Linked DNA regions of Triticum aestivum: region 2 is linked to region 1. The links are chromatin contacts, called in public HiCAR-type maps. All regions are on one chromosome and are shown on one strand. The core of a region is the stretch at or near the end of the contact, and the rest is flanking DNA. Distances in the headings are between cores, read along the strand shown. Region 1 holds the start of LOC123135007. Region 2 holds the start of LOC123139697 (cytochrome c1 2, heme protein, mitochondrial).

Region 1 (5,570 bases), core at 2,944-5,443:
CGATTTATATGGGAAGAAGGCAAGACGAAGATCTAGGGACACAAAAGGCGGTTCGAGGACGGCGGATCATGCGACCCTACCTTGGCGATGTCCACGACATGTGGCGTGTTCTGGATTCGAGGAGCATGAGACGTTCCACATCGAATTTGGCTTCGCCGATGCCGAGTCTCTTCTTTGGCTCACAAAGCCCCCATGAATGCTGGTGCTTCATCGTGTCCAACCACGGTGGCCGGTGATGTTGATAGTTGCAAAAAACCAAGGGCTTCGCTTTAAGTTTTCTTCTCGGAGATTCTTATGCAAATTATTCTACTTCTGTGTGCCAAGTTCTTTTTGGTTTTATTTGAGTGTTGATGGTTTTATTTGAGTGCATCAACATGCATGATTGAATCAATTGCGTGAGTGGATTTTTGGAGCCTAGGCGTATTGGAGGACCTTATTTTAAATACTTCAAAAAACACATTAGAAAATTGGATGATAAACTGTTTTGATAGAAGCATTTTTATAGTGTTTATGTGGAGTGAATTGCAAAAAAACCATCACATTTGGGGCTTCATCTGCGGAAAACCACCGGGTCGCTAATCATTTGCAAAAATCACCGCACATTCGGTAAACATTTTGCAAAAAGCACTGATCAGTTGAGTTAGCCCGTTTAACCACTTTCTGACTAGTGGGGCCGGAATGTAAGGAGCGGATTTGGCAACAAATTTGCATATACCTCCCTAGATCTTAAAACAAAAGGCAATCAAGCCCCTCCCCCTCCCCCACGGAGGGCATCTCCCCCGCAGACAGCACCAGCTCTCCTTTCTTGCGCGTAGCAGCGGGTGGGCACACCGGCCGGCGAGCCGCGCGACGGCACAGGAGATGTCCCCGCACGCGTCGGCCATCTCCACAACCACGAGGGCCAGCAGCGCACTGTCGTCACCGGGGAGCTGGAGTTCCTGTGTAGCGTCCGCGGCGTGGACTTCGCGGAGGCGGCCGCAAGGAGCTCGGCCTTCAAGCCACGACGGCTTCCGCCGGGATGCCGTGGCCGCGCCTCGGCCTTCAAGCCACAGCGGCTTCCGCCGGTATGCCGTGGCCGCGCCTCGGCCTTCAAGCCACGGCGGCTTCGGCCAGGATGCCGTGGCCGCGCCTCGGCCCTTCTGCCAGGGATGCCCAGCGCCGTTCGACGCCGTGGACGCGGGCGAACCTCCAAGCACTTAGGCCGCCGTCGGCAGCAGCGCCGCCCGTCTCCGGCGCCTTCTCCCCTCCTCCTACACCTCCCGCTGCGGCGTGCAGCAGCTGCCGCGAGCAGCAGCAGCCGCGGGGCGCAGCGGCGAGCAGTCGCCGTGGCGAGGACTTGCAACGGCGAGCATCAACATTTGCAGGCAGCCACAGCGGCGGGGAACTGCGGCGGCGAGCAGCAGCACGCAGCGATGAACAGCAACAACGGCACTCAGCAGCTGCAGGGAGGCAGCCGACGACAACCAGCCGGGAGCAAGGGCTGGATTGCTTTTCTGTTTTTAGATCGAGGGATGTGTGTGTAAATTTTTTGCCAAGTCAGCTCCTTACAGTCCGGCCCCACATGTCAGAAAATGATTAAATGGGCTAAATCACCTGTTCAGTGCAAACTACAAAATGTTTACTGAATACGCGGTGATTTTTGCAAATGATTACCGACCTGGTGGTTTTCCACAGATGAAGCCCCAAATGTGGTGGTTTTTTGCAATTCACTCTATTTATGTGTATTGGGCATTATAAATTTCAATGCATGCATATGTGGCCATGAGTATTTTTTTTAGTTGGCATGTGTACGCGCCCCTATTTTTTTTTTGAATAAAGACACCCAAAGGGCATCTTAAATCTGATTATCATCGAGGAAAACAAAGGCCAGTACACTGGATAGACAACTGGACGTAGAACGACCAGTAAAAAATAAAATTACAATAAAAAGCATACTAGTCTTCTTCTTCCTCTGATTGTACGCTGCCCGCCGGTGATTGAAAATTGCACTGAACCAATAGCAAAGAAAAGCAACACCTGCAAGTGCCCTCGCCATACAAGGCTTTGAAGACCGCAATAGCCACTCGCCCCTTGAGACGAGATCTAAAAGTCGTTGAAGCAGCATCGGCTGGAGCATCACCCCAAGCAGAACAAGCTTGCAATCCACCACCACGAGATCAGAGGGTTGGAGAAATCGGGTTAAGCCACAGAACAACACAGAAGAAGATGTCGTGGTCGCCACACCAAACGCCAGCCAAAAGTACTCCTTGAAAGACAACTCCTTGAAAGACACACAAACTGCCAAGATCTGAAGGGAACCAACCGATCTGGGGACACAAACTCTCACAGGCCCTTCGCCGGCGCCGGATCGGACATCGTCGAGGTAGAGATAGACCGGAAAGACTTTATTCCAACACGTCATCATCGCCACCACCTCGTCGATGCCGCCGAAGAAACAAAAACCTAAGAAAAATAAAACAAGACGGACGGGTCCCCACTCCTCTTGCCGCCGACAAGGCCGCCGGACGGGAAAGAGGAGGGGGACCGAGGCGGCGGCAGTAGTTGTGGCGGCGGCGGCGGGTTAGGGTTAGGAGGCGAGACGTGTCCGCGCCCCTAATTTGTAGCCAAGCAGCACAAGCACGCAGCACCAAAACAGTTTTCCCAGGAAGCAGCTCGACGTCCCGGACTTGTCACTACCGCCTCTCCATCCCTGCCCGGATGTATGTATACGATCGAGCTCACCAAAGTTGTCACCTCGGGCCCCAAAGCTTCAGGTTACTTCCTACTTTTGGAACATATTGCAGGAAACCGAAGGTGGTGGAGAATCAGTATTCAGCAACCCCATCGATTGGTGGATCGGAAACATCAGCAAGCAGGTGGCCAACAGTCGAAAGTTCAGATAAAATTAACCACAAATCGCGTCATAGGCATCTCCCACTAACTTCAGGTGTTGCATTTGCTGAACAGCAAGCAGAAGAGTTTGGCGATTTTGATGTCAACTTTGCTTTTTTCTGCTGCCATTTTAGCGGGCGTTGGCAATTTCATCATAAGTAAATAAACGATCGACGAGCTACACCTTGAAGGGCTGCAAAACAGCAAAAGTAACAGTTTTATTCCCTAACCAAAAAAGTAACAGTTTTATTACCCCAAAGTTTCAGTTCCGGTGGCAACTTTCCTGGCTCCGGTGAAATCCCTCCGTATCAAAATAAGTTTTTTATAGAAAGGGGGTTTGTCCGGCCTCTGCATCAGAGCGATGCATACGGCTATATTATTGATAACCAAAAGGTCCAACATAAGTCTTGAGGTCTCAAACAAAAAGAAAAAATGCTCACAAAGAGAATGAATGTAAAAATAGGATAGCCACAACCGGCAGACAAAACATAAGATAGAAAACTAAACACCTATCCTATTACATGATCAACATCCAAACCGGTTGAAGATAGCCCGTGCTACCGTCTTCCATCGAATAGATCCGGTAACTAAATGCTCCCTGGCCTCCGTCGGAGTGAGTAGCGACCACATATAGATGAGTGTAATGTTCCAAAGTAAGTGTCTTAACTTTTAATACAACTATTATTACAAATTTGACATACTTATTTTGAGACGAAGGGAGTATGTAACACCATTATTGAGCATATACATGCAAATTTGAGACACTTATTTTCAAATGAAGGGAGTATATAACACCATTATTGAGCATATACATGCACATGTTCTAGCTGGGAATGACCCCCTGATTTATCGCCTATACATGACATTAGGTGCTTGGCTGGCTCGTCGACGACCACACAAACACTTCCTTCTTGAATTGGGGACGGGTCCTCGGCCCGGTCCATAAATGTCAGGCCAATGTGGCGTGCACACCCAATCCAGGACAGTGTCACTGATGCTGTATACTTCATAGAATAGAATACAATATATGATTGAGTAGCTGTAGTTCACCGGCGCTTTGCTGGCTCGTCGACGGCCAGGTAAACACTTCCCCATTCGGCTGGTCTGGAGTCTAGAGAGGGCGCGACGTCACCATCGTCGGCGATATGTAGCAGATATCTGCGGCGAGCGACAGAAAACAAACCCTTCATCACTCAGATGGCAACGTATATCCACACGTGTAGGCCACACAATCATACTATCGATATAATTAAATCGTTCATAAATTTGAGTAGGTGACATATATCCTTCACCTAAGCTCTACGACTATATATAAAACCCGCTTGAGTCGTCGTACACGCCGTGCAATTCTTAATCAGGAGAAGAAAAGGAGAGCATCCAGCCATGGCAGAGGAGAGGAGCCCCCTGCACCTGCCTCGCCACAAGGAGGAGGACAAGGAGGGGGAGGAGAAGCAGCATGGCCACGACCACGGTCACAACCACAGCCACGGCCACGGCCACGACCAGCGGGAGCACGCCGGCGGGAGGGGGGTGGACATGGACCTGCCGGCGACGTACGTCAACATGGGCTCCATCGCCACCGCGGGCGTTCTCGTACGCACCGTATCGCGCACACGATTTAGCTTACTGATTCTGACGGTTTGTTTGCGACGCTCACTGGCTAGCTAGCTTCCTGTACGCGTGTGCAGGACTGGAGGTACCAGAAGGCGACAGGGGAGAAGAGGCCGGACAAGGTGATCGGATTGATCAGCGCGGAGCAGGCCAAGGAGGCCGAGCGCAGGGAGGCGGAGGAGCGCAAGGCGGAGGAGGAGGGCGGGGCCGCCTGGGCCAAGAACAAGCACGTCTACCAGTTCTGATCGATCGCCGCCGGGCGCCGCGCCCGGCCGTGCATCTCGCGGCAGATGGTGTTCTGGATGACAAAAGTTCGCGAGATGATGGTTTCTTCTACCGTGCAGACTATATAGCGTGCATGTATCCACCGCTCATCGTTACTTGGAGATTGGTGCTACGTTTTCTGGTTTTGTCAAAAGCTTGTCTTGTTTCAGAGTGCTGCATGTTGTTTCGTCGATGTCTTTTTTTCCTAAAATGTATCGTAATGTGTTGTTGTGTGCCAGTAAAATAAGAGGGTATACTTGTCAGATTTGTATGTAATTTTTCAGACGGTATGTGCTCTTGGAAGGTGAAAATAAGATGCCATCTCGCAAATTTCTATATGTTTTTAACGTCTAGTGTTTTTAACTCATTAATTTTAGCATATAAGAAAATTACCATTAAAGTTACAAGTGTTCATAGTCAAGTGGGATGCGAAATATATGCGCTCTCCAAAAGTATAGTGTAATAAGTAGGGGATGCGGAAGGCAGCTCACGACTGAAATCGAGCTACCTTACATGTAGGGTCTGCTTGGACTACAATCGTGAGCTGCCTTACCAACATATTGGTGTTGACCAACTGCATGGGCCTTCCTTTGGATTGTAACCAATTTGTTTGCTCTTCCCTGATTCTGCACTAACTTCCTATCCACTCGTCTATTTTTTTCGCCCACGCGCTGGCGAGCCCGTGGCGGCAAATTTTTCCGCCAATAATTTGGCGTAACCAACTTTGGCGTGGCTAGTACAGGCGCTATCCAAACACACTCCTAGTCCCCCATTTGCATAAAACGCATTCTGCACCGGAAATCCTTGAACAACTAGGTCAAAAC
Region 2 (5,585 bases), core at 2,862-5,361, 170 kb after region 1:
CGGTGTGCAAGCATGAAAATAAGGTAAAACTGTAGATACAAATGATCAGATCTTTTATTGAATATATTGACCATCAATAGAGATTCTGTTTTGAGAACCTAGTGCTACTCTAGTATGACCAACTATATAAAACCATCAGTGGTCGCAAATAAGAAGTAACATAAATAGATAGATTGACTCATATGGCTCAGCTAGAGTTGTCAGCAATTGCCTCCCTCCCTGACAAGAAAGGCTCTCTCCCATCAACAGATGTGGTGCCTCCATTGCCGTTGGATCAGGCAACCTCTATCATGTGGGTTGATCGATCTAGGGCACCTCCCCATCTACAATTGTCTCCCGCTGGGCGAATTCACGATGACTACGGCATACTTTGATCCGGATCTTGAAAGCGGGTCGAGTTGAAGGGTTGTGGCTAGGCAACTGTCTAGTGCGGTTGAACGCAAAGCGGCTGGATGCATCGAAACCAGTGTGCGGGTGTGGCCGGAGGAGAGGAGAGGAGAGGAGCGGCAGGACATATGGACGCAGGAAATAAGTGTTGGAAAGATTGAGATGGGAGGTACTCCTACACAACAAGGGGGTCGATTCCAGAGAGTTCGAGCGACACAGGAACACAATTTGAGTCTTTGGACTTTGGAGGCGCTCAGGCCGTTGCTTTCACAAAACCCAGCAAGGATCTAGTCAAAATCAGTGACTCAATCCAAAAGTGACCCTCAATCGACTCCCAGGGTTCCCATCCCTATGGAGCTTAGTGAGTTAGGAGATTCGTGTATGTATTTTCTTCATGACACACTAATTTATTGAATCGACCATGCTCGAACAATACTTTCATAAGTAAACAGTTGCAAATGAGCACTCATGTAGGTATAGTTCTTATCACCACCGTCTAGTTTCACCGAGATCTGTGCAGAGGTCAACTAATGTCAAACGTTTTGTGGGCATCTATTCTATTATCAGGGCTTAACTTTGTGCAAATGTGGTAATTTAGACCATATTCCTATATACACTTGTGGCCATGCCCATGTTTGTGCATTGTGCGTCGTTGTGCTAATGTGAAGCGGAGGCACATGAATTAGTGATTCATGCCCCACTTCTTTTCGTTGCCAATCTCTTTTCTGTAATAAAGACCAGGAAACAATATGCTACTCTATATACTACTCCCTCCGTCCCGAATAACTTGTCGCGGAAATAGATGTATCTACACATATGTTTAGCTCTAGATGCATCATTTCTATCCATTTCTGTGACAAGTAATTCGGGACGGAGGGAGTAATAATTATGGTTCAGTAAGATCAAATACTTCATTTTTTGTGTGAAAAATATCAAACACTATATTTTGATTTTCTCTAACTCACCCTAGCTTTGGAACTCCCTCACTTCTCATGCTTCATACCGGAGAATACTGTGCTTTGTCTGCAATTTTATTTTTGTAAGCAAGGAGGTTGTATGTCACCTTTCTCTCTCCCTCACATGGAGTGATGTGTACATGCATGTTGCCCTCTACCACTGCTAGAGAAAGTACATGCAACGGTGGGACCAGCCCAACATTAGCAACCTACTTGCAATTACTACACTAAGTCAAATTGCAAGTACTACACTAAGTCAAAGTGACACTTGCAATTTGACTTTAGACCATAACAACACACACCTAGTTCACACAGATCCCAATAGCGTGCAACCTTTACACGAGCTTAAAAAACCACTCGTTTTAAGAACAATCGTACATTCTAGTGGCTTTCAAATGCGTATGGTTAGTACCATAGCGTTTTCTAGGTGTATTGCCACTTAAATCAGATGTTATGCCATTGCAAACATTTTCTAGATTGTCGTCGATCTATGATAATTGTGGTCCATTTCTTTCTACTATGGGCTAATAATAAGATGTGCACACGAAATTGGGGTGCACATTCCGAGTGCAACAACTGCATATTTGCATTCGCAACTATAGGATCCTTTGGGTTTGAATCAAGATCATCTATTACCAGTGCAGTCCCACATTCAAGTGCAACAACAACATATTTGCCATTGCATATTTGCCTGGTATAATTTAGAGTAAATTCCGGTTTTTACCCCCTATTTTTACATTTTTGACAATAATTACCCCGTTTAGCGAGATTTCATCCGTTTTACCCAATTGAGCAAAAGTGTTGCCACAGTTTACCCAGTTTAATATTTTATAAGCATTCTGACACGCTGGTCCAATTGTGTTACCATGTTTGATATTTTTGGAGTTGATGGTATTCTCCTATTATTTATAAATCAGATCATTCTCCTATTATTTGCAACAGATCATGGAAATACACTACTATCAAAATTTATTAATATAGACTACAGATTGCTCCGGGTTCACATGTTGAAAACAGGTTGAATGATGCTTCCCATTTATAGATAGCACCAGGACCTTATAGTACAGCTGAATAACATCACATATATAGATAGCTTCACTAGTTCACAACTGCAGAAGCTTCAGAATACACCAAACAGTAGCAGTGGCACATACACCTTGTCAGTCTTCACCTTTCTTAGCTCCTACACCTTGCAAAGCTCTCCATCTAGGATGCTAACATCATCTTGTCCTCCATCACTTCCAGGAGCTGTCACAAACCACAAAAATCATCCTCCATCTATGCGCCTTACAACCACTGAAGGAGATCTAGGTTACTCTAAAATATATTCTGATAAAGGTTTATCAAACTGAAGAAGTAAAAGAATTCCAATATTCAAAATGTTGAAAAACACTTTAAATCAATGTACCTCAATTACAGAAGGGTGATATATATAGACATGATCTTCTAATAAGCATCTTAATTTTGTCCGAATTAAACGCCTAACCAGCAAATGCATGAGTCAGGAAAATTTTAGAATACACAAATTGCTGTAATAGAGATGGTCAAAATCATGTGGAATGGGGTATGACTGAGAGGGCTTGTTTGTTCACCAACCTCGCTGATTTGTTGGACCAGACGTCGCCATAGAACCGCCATCAACTGAGCACAGACTAATAGGGTCCCTGCTATGTCGCCAAAGTAGGAAGAAGAACTAAGCACAACCTGATGCGGTCACATACATGATTAGTTTTTTAAGTATATCAAATTCAGAGGACTACGCCGACGTCAGCGAACTTGACGGGACCATCGGATTCCACGAGGTCATTTCTTGCCATGATGTTGTGGCCATACAGCCCGGCCCGAGGAGGTATGAAAGCGCATGGCCAGGACCTCAGCACCCGCCACCGTCGCCGTCATCGTCGCCACTGCTTGACAATCCTGAGCAACGATTGGGGGCGAGCAACGCAAGCGAGAACCGAGTAGAGGCGAGCATGGCGCTCGCCGCTCGGCCGACTCGCACGTTGTGCGTTGGACGCGATGCGAGTGATCACCATCAGGCTGTCCTGGTCGGTAGAAGCTACGAGGACTGGTTCGGCAGGGAGAAAAATAGGCAATAAAAAACCATTGATGTGGCATGCCAGCTGGACCAGACAATTGAAACTTGTCGGCCAGAACACAAAATCTCGCTAAACAGGGTAAATTCTGGCAGAACTTTTGCTAAATGGGGTAAAACGGACAAAATCTCGCTAAATAGGGTAATTAGTGTCAAAAATGTCAGAATAGAGGGTAAAAACCAGAATTTACTCTATAATTTATGTTGGCTCGCTGTTTTATTTTGGATCCAAGAAAGACCTCTGTACCTAGTTGGAACGGCGATAATGATAGTTTGTTTTCTAATTAATGGCACCGTCGTGAGCCTAGATTTTAAGGCAAATATGGCACCGCCGAGTCTGGTTCGGATGTGATTTGCACAACCCTACGTGGGGACTTTTCACGACATATTGATTTCCAACCTACTTCTTCCGTGCCATGGACTTTACCCTGTTTATGTTGAAGATGGGACATGTAACGTTTTAACAAATCAAGTAGTAATGAGACACTTATTTTGGGACGGATTGGGTATCTACCAGGTACAAAGTCGTGCACACCAACGTGATGGCTTTAATTCTTCCACAGAAGAGAAGTTTTCGGTACTATATGCTCGGCAATGCTCTTGCAACCCGCATTGAGAAGAAGAAAACGGCTTTTTCCCGTAGCAGAAAGGCGCCTTCCCCATGGCGTAGCGTAGCGAGCAGTGTGCGTACACGTCGCCCCAATCCAGAACCCAGCGCGCTCCGCCACACTCCCACCGTCCCGACGACCCACTCACCACACCACACCACACCACACTTATCTGCAGAGTGAGCCGCCGCAGCAGCGCCCGCTCGCAGACACGCTATCCACCTCCAACCACGCCGGCGGCCACACGCACAGACGCACTTGCGCCGGAGCTCAGGTCAGGCGAACGTTCCAATGGCGGCCGCGCCGACGGGGGTAGCGTGCCCGGTCTACCCGTGGCCGAGCGACGCGTAAGCACGCCACCAACGCTCACTGAGCTCTTCTTCTGAACATCTCGTGGGGGGCTGATTGCTGGCTGGTTGTGATGGACTCGCAGGGCGCAGCGCGGGGCCAAGGTGTTCATGCAGAGCGACTGCGCGGCGTGCCACTCCGCGCTCCCCTACGCCGGCCTCCGGGGAGCCGCGGTGCCGGGCCAGGACGCGGTGGCCAGGACGGCCGAGATCCTCGTCGCCGAGGAGGCGCGGCCGGCCGGGATGACGACGACGCCGCTCCATGGCGCCGCCGCCGCGCAGACGCCGGACCTCGCCACCGTCGCCACAAGAGTAAGCGCACTATCTCGCTGCTGCTGCATCACCATTCTGGCATCTACAATGACTAGTACAGTATGTGTTTCACACTGTACGTTCTTCTGAACAGATCCAGGGCGGGCTGCGGTGCAACCTGTACTCCGCCGGGACGGCGGCGACGCCCGTTAGGGCGATGCTCGCCGGCGGCGCCGCGGCGTGCCAGGAGCTCAAGAAGAGCCCCGTCTGGCTGCAGTTTGCCCAGGCTTTCCAGGCAGCTTGATGGGATGGACCCATCTTCAGTGACACGACCTGCTATGCCCAAGCTTGCCTCATCTCTGTGTCCAAGATGTATGTCTGTAACATATGTATAAATCACATCACATTGCACCTTGTGCTGGATCAAGTAGCATCGAAATAAAGCACTCCTGTGCAGCCGTTCCAAGTTAAATTCAACTCATGCGTTCCAGACAGGCCGTGAGCAGCAGCCTATATGCTGTGACAATAATGGCGATATCATTCATGACAGGTTTGCAGTACAGGGAGATGTCAGGAGCTGCAGAGAGGTAAACACAACAAAGCCTCCTAACCAGTGAGCACCATCAGATCAAAGGTGAAAAACAGGTCAGCCATGTATGGCGGCACTGCCGTCGACGAAACATACATAAACTAAAATTTGACCATTGTTTGGTATCAAGAAAGAAATGTTCGGCGTTCCAAATCAAACATCTATGTAGCAAAGTCAGCCAACAATAATTACAGTGCCTGAAAAAGATCACCCGAGACAAAAATTAGATTAGGCTATGATCCTCATTTTCTGAGCTACTCTTGTCTCGATCTAATCAGCTCCGTTTGTTTGCGATCCCGAGGCAATGATCAGAAGCGGTCATTCCTTCTCCCGATGGCTCATTTCGGCCGA

The links. HiCAR-type assays count read pairs that join an accessible place to other places.
Region 2: a HiCAR-type map of leaf shows a contact between it and region 1, with 5 times the contacts expected there. The contact joins the promoter of LOC123139697 here to the promoter of LOC123135007 in region 1. A contact is called at or near these places in 2 of 5 Hi-C or Micro-C datasets (leaf and an unstated tissue) and 1 of 1 datasets of contacts at active chromatin or transcription factors (leaf).

The regions. Positions count from the first base shown.
Region 1 is chr6B:703,302,026-703,307,595 of IWGSC CS RefSeq v2.1, forward strand. LOC123135007 reads left to right here and starts at 4,194. Exons shown (of 2, transcript XM_044554142.1): 1 at 4,194-4,464; 2 at 4,560-5,084. The coding sequence starts at 4,255. The coding sequence ends at 4,727.
Region 2 is chr6B:703,472,389-703,477,973 of IWGSC CS RefSeq v2.1, forward strand. LOC123139697 (cytochrome c1 2, heme protein, mitochondrial) reads left to right here and starts at 4,112. Exons shown (of 3, transcript XM_044559428.1): 1 at 4,112-4,393; 2 at 4,480-4,705; 3 at 4,800-5,117. The coding sequence starts at 4,338. The coding sequence ends at 4,949. LOC123135010 (a long non-coding RNA gene) reads right to left here and starts at 3,282. Exons shown (of 4, transcript XR_006465795.1): 1 at 3,110-3,282; 2 at 2,940-3,007; 3 at 2,752-2,824; 4 at 2,448-2,591. It also overlaps a transcript of LOC123139695 not described here.